Linked DNA regions of Mus musculus: region 2 is linked to region 1. A link is a contact called in public Hi-C data. All regions are on one chromosome and are shown on one strand. Each heading gives the region's core, a stretch centred on a gene start, on an enhancer-like site or on the middle of the called end of the contact. The rest is flanking DNA. Distances are from core to core; before and after follow the strand shown.

Region 1 (5,757 bases), core at 630-3,129:
CTAAACCTTAGTGGTTTAGGCTTCTGACCCAAGACTCTCCCTGTATGTCTCCTGTGGGAGTTTGGCCTGGAGCACAGAGAGTGTCTGGAAGAGTCGGGCAGGTGTGGCCATGGGACTCACACAGGCCTCACCCTGTCATTAATGGGCAGGGTTCTTGCCTCCCAAAGCCATGGTATAGTTGCAGATTCTGGGTCAGCACCTGACTCAGTCGCTCTCAGTCTCCACCTCTGCAGCCCCTGCCAAGGTGAGACCACCAGCGCTGGCCACGGGCTGTTGTCTATGGAGCCCAACTTCAGCATGTGCAGACTGTATGTTGCTTCTGATTCCAGCATACGTGTCCCCAGGCAGGCCTAGTCTCTGGGGGCGGGGGCTTGGCTGGCTCAGGGCTCTTCCTGCTGAGGGCTCCGAGTCCCAAGTTCCCTGTTACCCACAGCCTCAATGATTGGGGTCATGACCACAACAGTTCACAGCTAAACAATTTCTGGATAAACATTCTCTTGGATTGCCGCCTGCTCGCATGGAGATGAGAGTCACATCTTCCAGGGTCACAGAAGCTACTGGGAATCATCACTTTTGGGGAAAGGAATATCCAATGAGTCTGCTGTACACCGTAGCTCATTAGTAGAATTGAAAATTGACCTGTGGGGCTACTGCTTTTCCTAACCAGGACCACTGGTTTTGGAAGGTGCCGACATCATCTCGTCTGACTCTGGAAGTGAAAACAGTAGGAAGAAGAATTTTATTATTTTATTTTTAAACATCTATAATTTAACTCCCAAGGAATATGTAATCTGGGAAATGCAGAAAAACCAAAGAGGAACAAAGCCCAAGCATCATGTCATCAAATATGTGACAGAAACACAAAGTCACTTTCTGAAGTGACTCCAAACACTGGCACATCAGTTAGACTGATAGACTGATAGACTGTTAGACTTTCCTGTTAGACTTTGTCTCATTGCTGTGACAGGGAACCTGACAAGAACAGCTTAAGGAAGGAAGTGTTTATTCTGGCTCACAGTCTGAGGGTCCCATCCATGGTGAAAGAGCAGCCACAACAACGGGAGGCAGCTGCTTCCATGGAAACGGGAAGATGAACACTGGAGCCTCGTTCAGTCTCTCCTTTCCTTCAGTCTAGGACCTCAGTCCACTAAAGGCTTATGGTCCACACTTAGGGTGGATCTTCTCACCTGAATGAATCTAAAGCAATGCCCTGCACAGATCTGTTTCCATGGTGAGTCTACATCCCATCGACTTGACAGTCAAGATCAGCCATTGAGGTCTTTGGTTCGTCACTCCAACAGGAACGATGGACGGGTCTGTTTATCTGCTCATCCATTCTCAGACCACTCCTCTAAAGGATCGTCACGGGTCAGAGGTCAGAGCTGATGACTAACATGAAGCATAGCTAAATAAAGAGTGAAGGCGTCGGGCGGTGGTGTCGCATGCCTTTAATCCCAGCACTTGGGAGGCAGAGGCAGGCGGATTTCTGAGTTCGAGGCCAGCCTGGTCTACAAAGTGAGTTCGAGGACAGCCAGGGCTACACAGAGAAACCCTATCTTGAAAAAACAAAAACAAAAAACAAACAAACAAACAAACAAACAAAAGAGTGAAGGCAAAGATAAGGTGAAGGAATGACCCTCTACCCGAACGCTCTCATCCCTTAAAATGGAGGACAAAGGTGACTGAGGGGTTGACATTTCAATATCATCAAAGGCGGGTCCCCCTGTTGACTCTCCCAATCTCCAGACAGTGATTGAGAAACTTAAAAAAAAAAAAATAGAAAGAAAGTTGCAAAAGGTATGAGTGGCCTGCGTTGAGGTAGCTCCCGCCCAGGGGGCGTGGTCTGCACATATCTCCTTGCTGTGGTTAGGCTCCAGAGGTGGGAGATGAGGAGGATCCTTCAGGGGAAGTGGTGTGGCCACGGCTCCTGGAAGCCCATTGACTGACTCCAGCAGCTTCAATTGGCCACACTCTGCCTCTTCAGGAGGCCCTGGAGGTATAAATAATAAAACAAACCAGGCAGGCCCGTTTGGCCCTGTGGATGGCGCCTGGACCCACTGTGAGTATGCAACCCCTTCTGGAAAGATGTAGAGTTTCTAGTCTATAGCTCACGAGGACAACTCCAGGATAAAAGGCTGAAGGGCACTGTACTCTCTAGAAATGTGGAGGATTTCTAATGTGTGTAAGAGCAGCCCCTGGGGGTGTGCCGGGCAGGTACAGTGGGGGCTCGGTTCGTTTCCATGGATACTTACTTCTGAGAAATTTTTAGAAGAAAACTGCACAGGGTGGGGAAAGGGAGAGAAGGGAGCTCTTCAGAAGCAAGGCCGTCCTCGCTGCCCTCTGCTTGCCGCAGTTGGCCTCTGTGGCTGTTTGCTTCCTTCCAGTTGAGCTGCTGAGCCAGGAAGTATCTATCAACTTACAAGTTCATGGGGGAAAACTCTCTCTCTCTCTCTCTCTCTCTCTCTCTCTCTCTCTCTCTCTCTCTCAAGGTTTTAATATATAGCCCAGGCTACCCTTCTCTCTTGGCCTCCTGAGTGTTGTTGATATTACATTCAGCACTTAAAAACTATGTTTGAAAAGAATGCAAAGGAAATTCTGCAGGACAAATTAATAAGGAAAGCCATTCCGGCCTCTGTTCTCCAAGAAATGAGCGTTAGAGTTCTCTTGTGGGGCAGATGTCTTTCCATTTAGTTCTCAACTTGCTTTGAAAAATAATGTCATGTTCATTGCCTCTAGATAATTTTATCTTAAAACATCATCAGTCCCTTAAAACAGGTGAGTCCTAAAGTGTATCCAGGATGTCTTGGCTCCTCTCTTGAAGTACTTTGTTACATCTCTGGGAAGGGTCTTTGGAATCTCTCAGCTCCAGAGAGCTCTAGACAGATCCAAGTGTTGCATCCTGACAAACTCCAGGAAGGATCTGAGGGAAGCTGAGGCCCCAGAGAGCACAGGGTCCTTTGGGTATGGAAAGAAAGGTGCTTGATGTAGGCAGCCAACCTGGGATGTCCCCCACAGGACGGCGAGCTCTGTGGTTGCTTAAAGCTCAAGACAGCATGGGTGGAAACTCGTCAGAAGCAGCCATATGCATTGGTCTCACTGGCTGGAGAAGGGCTAGATGGCCAGTGGCTTTGTCAAGGAGGAAAGAGGTGGCACTGTTAGGAGAGAGGTGGACGTGGGACCTCCTCTTCCAAAGTGAATGAGTCTAAATCTCTGCCCAGAGAATAGATTGTCTTTACTCCATGTATTCTGGTTATTACTGACTTCTCTAGCCAACTGCTATTAACCAGAGAAGCATTGTGCAACCCCACCAGTACCATAGTTGGTCCCTGTCCCCACAGGCACCATACCCACAGACATGACCTTCTCTGGGTCAGCAAATGTTTGCAGACAACATTTACACAGGAAGTGAATATGCAGAATTCTTTTTCTATCCTTGTATTGTGCAAGCTTACCAGTGTGATGATGATTGCCAGAGAGTCTTCATTGTATAGTGACTATCTGCAGTGTGGTGATGATTTGAAATGCATAGAGGATGTACGGAGGTTGTGGGTCAGCACCATATCATCTTATAAACAGGAACTGAACCCACCAGAATGCCAAAAGAAGGGTTATACATTCATTTATATTCATACATGGGCACACACACACACACACACACACACACACACACTTAATTAGACAAGGTCTCCATGTGTCACTGTGGAAGGATAGTCCCTTCCGCAAGGACTGACCGCATGCAGGCTTGATGCTAGCAGTGTAACTTGTTCCAGTGGCTTCTCCATGCTGCTAGGGGGTAAATAAGAGGTGAAAGTATTCATAGGAAGAAAGAACTGTTTTCCCAAATAATGTGGGAGGCAAAGGACCAGGGAATCACAGCGCTGTCTCTTGTGTGCCCCACAGCCTTTGGCATCGACCTTCTTTTTCGTGGTTTTATTTTTATACACGTGATTTGTGTTAGGAGCAAATACACACTCATATGCACAGAGACACAGAGAGAGCCATATACACATTCCAGCCTGCAACCCAATAAACTCTTACTCAATTCAAAAGATCTGACCCATCAATTTATTGGGAAATAACCAGTTGCTCTACTATTTTAATTGCCAGAAAAAAAAATAGCCTACTTCAGTATCTCACCCATCTGACAAATTTGGGTCAGTTTGGGGGCTGTGGAAATAGGTGGAAGCATGGGATTACTGTGGGCTGTTTCGGAGTAAAAAGCCAAAGGCGGGCCTGGCCAGGGAAGGGCAGGCCTGAAGTGAGCGTTAGAAATCACAGTGGCAGTGTCACAGGCTTATAGAGGTGGAAGGTGTGGTCCACTCATGGCCTTGTCCTGAGGGGGTGGAGCCTCGGCTGGGCAACAGCATCTGGTCGGGAAGAGACCAAATTGTGGCCCTTACCCAAGCAGTCTTACATGTGAAGATGCAGCTATCCCAAGGGTTTACAGAACACACAGATAAGAGAGGAAGGCTCAGTATCCCAGCATGAGATCCCCTCCCAGCCCTCACTGCTGTGACCCGGCACTGTAGAGCCCTTTAGGGCTGGAAGTGGAGCTCAACAGAGAGCCCTGCTGTGAGAGGGAATATCAGGCTGGTTCCTGGGGCCCAGCAGCCAGCCAGCAGTTGGCTTCCCCCCACTCCCTGCCTGGTTCAGGCTTCTGGCCTGCCTGCTCTGACTTGCACGCAGCTTCCACGTGGCCCTGACTCCCAGGAAGGTTGGCAGATTGTCTGTGGAGAACTTTGTGTCAGCTGTGTGAGTGACGTGGCCTGGCTTAACTTTTCCATTCCTGAGCATTGGGAAATGGCCCAGGGTGGCAGTCCGCTTTGAGCAATGCAAGCTTCTATTTTAATCCAGGGCGCCTGTGGCAACAGCCCAGCCCACAGAAGCTAGCGCTCCAGTTTTGTTTTGTTTTGTTTTTCAGACAGGGCTCCTCTGCGTGGTCCTGGCTGTCTTGGAGCTCACTCTGTAGACCAGGCTGGTGGTCTCTGACAGAGATCTGCCTGCCTCTGTCTCCTGAGTGCTGAGATTAAAGGTGTGATTACCATCAATTCAGCTGAGTTCTTTTTTCTTTAATTTATCTGAAGCATCTTTATAGATTCTAGCATTTCTCTCCCATAATCTATTTTGCCCAGACTATCACTAATAGCAAGTTAATTTTAATTGTTACTAAATGGGATTCCAGGAAGGGTAAAGTGTTGGGGGGGGGGAGACTCAGGGAAAACAGGACTGTACCAAACGTATGCCAACAAACAGGTCTGAGGTTCACCTTCCTAAACAAAAATCCTTCAGAAAATTACATCATAGATACAATGTTACATAACATGGGAGTTACAGAAGGATGTCGATATTAAGTTCAAAGCAGTGTTTCATTCTACAAGCTCATTATAAGTTCAAAGCTACAGTTTCACATGGCCTGGCTTTATCATAGTGCACACCTGTGGCCTCATCCTTGGACCTGATCTAGAATGAATGTTTTCCTTTGAGCACAAATTTGTCTCAAGCCTATTTCTCTTTTCAGTGTAATTATGAAAGCTTATTGTATTTCTTATTATGCAGCCTTTACTTACTATTATGAAGAGTGGACACATTCTATTCTTGATTCTAACATTAGTCCATCTTTCTAGCAAACAACTAAAACCATCTCTTAAAACCTAAGATCAAACCAGGAATTCTATAAAATCCTTAATTCATAAACAGCATTTATCTGTAAAAGTTCATCTTTAGGTTGATCTGCAGGAAGTCTGTTCCATGGAGTGG
Region 2 (5,545 bases), core at 1,410-3,909, 64 kb before region 1:
AGGTAGTAGCCCTCCTCTGCTCGTTTTTCTCTCAGGCCTCAATGACTATTATAGTTGCTTTGTTCTTCATGGCTAGACCCTGTTGCATTCTCACTTGTAGCTCCTGAGGTGAGCTCCTGAGCTGGGCTCCTGAGCTGAGCTCCTAAGGTGGGATCCTGAGCTGGCTTCTGAGCTAGGCTCCTTAACTGGGCTCCTGAGGTAAGCTCCTGAGCTGGGCTCCTGTGGTGATCTTCTAAGGTGGGCTCCTGAGGTGAGCTCCATCAAGAGACAGCTGTTGATTGTCTACTGTGGTAAGCTCACAAGGCCACAGGTCAGTTAGTCCTGAGTCAATCCAGATTAGACCCAGAACATCTGGCTGGTGTCCATCTTCTTTACCAACACAGCTTTGATCCTTGCTGATCCATAATCAAACTGATCATGAGGACACAGTAACAAGACTAAGAGCAGAAGAGCCAACAGCTGGGGTCACCTGATTCTAGTCCTGAGGCAGCCCTTCAGGAAGTCTAACCTGCAGTGGCTGATAGGACAGGCTGTGAATCAAGCATGTATCTCTTCAATGACACCATAGAGTTCTAACTTTAGGGGTGGAGCCTGAGCATGCTGCCATTTAGCAATAACCTTTACTACCTGGATCTTGCAGCTCCTATCTCAGCAGCATCTGAGACTAGAGCTTTGCACTGAGATTTTAATAGTGGGGACTTCTGTGCATCCTTCAGAATCCCTCACTGTCCCTCCTGCTGGTTCCATCTCTGTCCCTAAAACACCTGACTCTGAGCACCTGTTAGCCAGGGCCATACCACTCTAAAGCACCTCCATTGTGGTTCACCTCTGACAATTCTAGAACCTAAAATAATCTGGACTCCAGAACTAAAACATTTTATTTCTATATGTTCATGCTCCCCCTATCCTACCAAAACCCCACTAATAGCTGCTCACAAGTGATAAGTTTCTTGCCCACAACAGTATTTTTTTTAACTCACTAATTCCTAACAATGACAAAAAGAAACCAGTCGAATCAGTTGTCACACTACTTCCTGAGGAAGCTATGAGAAGTGACCACTACTCTGCCATAACCTCTCCTCAGTACCTCAGTGCTCCTGCTGATTATTATGCTAATTAAGATATTAATTCTTCTTTGAATAAATCTCTCTTTTATAGTTTTAGTCTTTTTAAAACTTTTATTGATTATTTTATTTATTTACATTTCAAATATTCTCTTCCCTCCCAGTTTCCCCTCCATGAAATTCCTATGCCCTCCACCTTCCTCTACTTCTATGAGGGTGCTTCCCTGACTCCTGTCTCACTGACCCAGCTCTACCCTATTCTGGAAAAATCAAGATCTCATTCTCAACATGGCCATCTCTATTAGCATCCATATGAACATCTGTCTCAGCATCTGTCTCAGCATCCATCTCGACACCCCCACCCAAATCTCCCTGAACTCCCAAGATGGAGTCCTTTCATTCCCTGTATGTTCACAATTCCAGCATGGTAGAGAGAAGACCTGTCCCTGAAAAGCCTGATGACCCAACCTGAGGGGAAGGGGAGATGTTCCCTGCCATATGCTTGCTCATTTCAGGCTACCCACCTGGACTATGTCATCCCCATGCCCTCAACTCTGCATGGAGCAGGATTGCTCTCTCTGTGAGCAGAGCACCTCACTCCTTTCCAGTCCTATCTCGTACAGTCTCTTGGATGCTCATATGCCCCATGTCTATGACTTCTGAGCTGACCCTATCCTTTCATACTTATCCCAGAATATCCCAAAGAGTGACTTTTGAGATCACTGGCCCATTAGAAGCCCTCTGTTGGCTTCCTAGTGGACTGAAATAACTCTGATGTTCAAGTGGTTTGTCCCTACCCTCTGCAGTTGTTGCCCTCCCCAGCACTCCCTAGAGTAGAGATGCCCCTGTAGAGCCAGGGGTTCCAATTTGATTGGAGGGAAGGAAAACAACCTCCTCAGTTGGGGGGTTGTAGAAAAGTCTCTTTACAACCCTGACTATTCTGCCATGCAAATACTAACCAGGCCCAACCCTGCTTAGCTTCCAAGATCAGAGAAGACTATCATATTCAAGGTAGTAGGTCCATGAGGCCTCAGCCCTCTCATTAACTACACTGTTAGCAGCTCTGTATTGGACCAGGTACTGCAGAGATGGTTCTGTCTCCAATTTGGTTGGATACAATCACTAATGGGCAAGGAACTCTTAACATTTGGCTGGGTTTCACATAGCAGGCTGCCTAATGGCTCCTAACTCCTGGCTCCAGCTCTCTTCTGACTCATCCAAGCCTATACCACCACCAGCACAACAACCACTGCTACTGTGGTTCTGTGATGGACACTCCTCTCTGCAGGGAAATCTATGTGCTCACTGACCATCCCATCTGGTGCTTCTTACCCATCCCTGCTCCCTACAGATGGAATTGTCAGAAACAAAGAGCTCAGGTTTGGACTATGGGTCATTCCAATGGTGCTAACCTGCGATGGAATGTTTCTCTCCTGATTCTCATAACTAACCTGTGATTCTCACTACTGACCTAGAAAGTCTGCTTTTGAGTCTGAAATCCTCTCGTCCCCAAAGGAAGTTCACCAGGCACCCAGCAATCAAGAACTGCAGGCAACACATCTGCTATACTGGATACACATTAACTAAAGGGCTGACCTGAGACACCTCTCCCTCCTGTCTAGGGAACCACAGACAATCAGGCTGCATGGCTACTCATCAACCCCATGACCTGAGATCTCCCTATCATTGTTGAAACCTGTAAGAGCAGACACTCACATTGTCCCATGAAACTGAACTTTCTTCAGAGCCCCCACCATGCTGAGTCTATGGTATTAATAACTCTTCTAATACATCTCTTATCTCAAATGGCACACAGTCTCAGTTTCTAATCTGAGACCCTACAAAACACACTTCAGAAGTCAAGGCACGTGCTCAAGTTAAAATATACCCACTGCTCAAGGTTCATAGTTCACGCAAGACCCTGAACGTGGTCAGATCAGTAACTGGCAGAGAGAGCTCAGCATTGATGTGTGGTGGGTGTCTAGACCTGCAGAGCTTGAGATGTCAGTGTGGGCTGAAGCACAGAGGATTCTCGTGTGTTTGGTGTGTGGCCTGCACAGTTGCACCATGATGTACTCAGTTAGTAGCTATAGAGTCTGCTAGGCACATTTCTACAGTGAGACACATTTTGGAATGAGGAATGGAACAATTTCAAAGAACCAGAGCCTCCCTGGGACTGAGAATGGTGAGGGTTATGAGAGATATAGAGGACACTGAGAGGGAAGGATAACACCACAGGGATGGTTGGGTTGTGGGATCCTACAGTGGCGGCCTGAGTTGATTGCATAGCTCTTTCTGTTAAGTACAGTAAGAACCATGTGTATCCAAATCTCAAGGGAGAGCTTTAGGTCCCTGGTCATCAATCTCCTAATTCCTGGCTTTCAGCAAGGAAGCTGTATGATTGTTTATTTACATATTTGTTTCATTTATTTCTATTTATGTATTTGCAGGTATGTGGGGAAACAGTATACATATACAGGTGTCTATGGGCACAACTGTAGGTATCATGACTGTCCTAGGAGTGTCTCTGGGGAGCAACTATTGTATGTACTGCAGCCCTACAGAACAACACTTCCCCAGTGGGTGAGAGATAGATGGAACCTTAGAGAAGAAAGGTGAGTGCTCCCTAGAGGACAAAGTGGACATCTCAACTGATGTGCAGACTGGTAATAAAGGACAGGAAGAGGCCAAAGGTATAATCACACAATAGTATTAGTTATTTGAGAAACATTAGAATAACTCTGGTCAAGCATCCAAGGCTCTTGTACCCAAGGGGCCATGACCACCACTTCCTTTTTCTGTGTTTTCCTTCATGTTTCCCCATGGTGGGCCCAGCCAGGCTATTGTCTTCTTTCTCCACACCCTGTTTCATGCTCACTTCCAGCTGGACCCTATGTCTGGAAGTACCCTATCTGTTCAACATTTGCCCTCCAGTGAAGCATCAATTCTTCTTCAATGTCAGATCTGTGCTGCTTTTGGCAAAACCTTCACATTGTCTTACTGAGATGCTAATTTCAACATCCCAGGATCATGTAACCACTAAGGTCAAAGGGTTCTAAGAAATTCTAAGACAACACTGATTTGTGGTACACAATAGAGCTCCCATGCACTGGCTCCCCATGACTAGGCTATAATGCACAGTGACTGCTATGTGTCTGTTTGTTGAGTGAAATTTAGGAGCACTGGACCTTGGTCTCATACATGACCCTTAGATAGAACTCTTCTGTGAACTTACACAGACTGGGCAAACAAGGAGAGAGTCAATTTTCCAAGCAAGTCTAGACATTATGCAAGAGAAAGGAATGAGGGGGTGGGATGACCCCATGAGAATGCCAGATTATGGACAGCCACTCATTTGGTATGGTCACACACAAGATGTCTGGATCAGCCCTCAGACACCTGCATTGCTGTGAGCCAGCACATAGATGCCAGGCTTCAGAGTCTGGGCCTTCACTGCCACTGACTATTTCTTAATGTAAAGCAGGGGCAGTGAGGGATCTTGCTGGGTAGGGAGGATTAAATGCATTTGCAAATGAAAAATGCCCAGCACAGACTAGCACATACAAGTTCTTACTACTGTAGGGGGCAGTCTTTTTAAGGCCTTTTTTGGGGGGGGTGTTTTTTGGATTTTGGTTTTTTGTTTGTTTGTTTGTTTGTTGTTGAGACAGGGATTCTCTGTATAGCCCTTGCTGTCCTGGAACTAAGGAGCTGGACCAATGGCTTACTAGGGGACTAAAGAGCACTCCCTGTTCTTCCAGAGGACCAAAAAACTAAGACATTGGCTCACACCTTCCTGAAACCTCAACTCCCAGAAATCTTATGCCCCTTTCTGGCTTCTTCAGACTCATAAACACACAAACATACACACACAAACACAAACACACACATACACACACACACAGACATACACACACACACACACACACACACACACATTAAAACAAACCTTCCTTTTTTATTTAAGGTTTTGACCTTCTGTGATAGCTAAACTATTTGATAATATGGTTGTCAAATTGACTGTCCCTGGAATCACCTGAGCCACAAATTGCTGACTAGTCCCGTGATAACTTTAAATGAGGTTCTCTGATGGAAGAAGTACCTAGCACCAAATTTGGAACATAGTAAGTGTCACTATCCCCCAGGGCTATCTCCATAAAGACAGTGAGAACCAGTCCTTACAAAATGCTTTATTGCCATTGCCAAGGTGGAAATCAATAAGTCAGTCTGCACCCTAAGTTCTGCTGTTTACCACAGACCTCTATCACACCACCTCAGCCAGCCAGGCTTGTGATTTGATACCTTTGTTTGTGGTGAGACACTTTGACCCTGATTACTCAAGTATGCTACTAACCTGAGTTCTTACAGCACCCCTGGCTAACATAGAGAAGCCAACCCCTGTGTAAGAATCTCACAGGTTGCTGAATGGGCTTCTAGTTCTGTTCCTTCACTGGACACACAAAGAAACACAGGCCCAGAGAGGG

Evidence for each region. Hi-C and Micro-C count contacts between places; a contact is called where the count stands out from the background.
Region 2: a contact with region 1 is called in a Hi-C map of liver, with 5 times the contacts expected there. The contact joins the enhancer-like site here to the promoter of Serpina12 in region 1. A contact is called at or near these places in 12 of 39 promoter capture datasets (3T3-L1-derived adipocytes, the HPC-7 cell line, cranial neural crest and 8 more) and 2 of 484 Hi-C or Micro-C datasets (liver and nephron progenitors).

The regions. Positions count from the first base shown.
Region 1 is chr12:104,040,565-104,046,321 of GRCm38.p6, reverse strand. Serpina12 (serine (or cysteine) peptidase inhibitor, clade A (alpha-1 antiproteinase, antitrypsin), member 12) reads left to right here and starts at 1,879. Exons shown (of 5, transcript NM_026535.2): 1 at 1,879-2,059.
Region 2 is chr12:104,105,830-104,111,374 of GRCm38.p6, reverse strand. It overlaps Serpina5 (serine (or cysteine) peptidase inhibitor, clade A, member 5), which reads right to left. Exons shown (of 5, transcript NM_172953.3): 5 at 5,238-5,545. Among named protein-coding and RNA genes, the nearest start is that of Serpina3a, 4.1 kb to the left of the region's middle. Within about 2 kb of position 2,659, at least 10 of the 459 cell types and tissues checked have an H3K27ac peak or open chromatin away from gene starts, as enhancers often do. A contact at or near this core is called in liver, where this site is marked.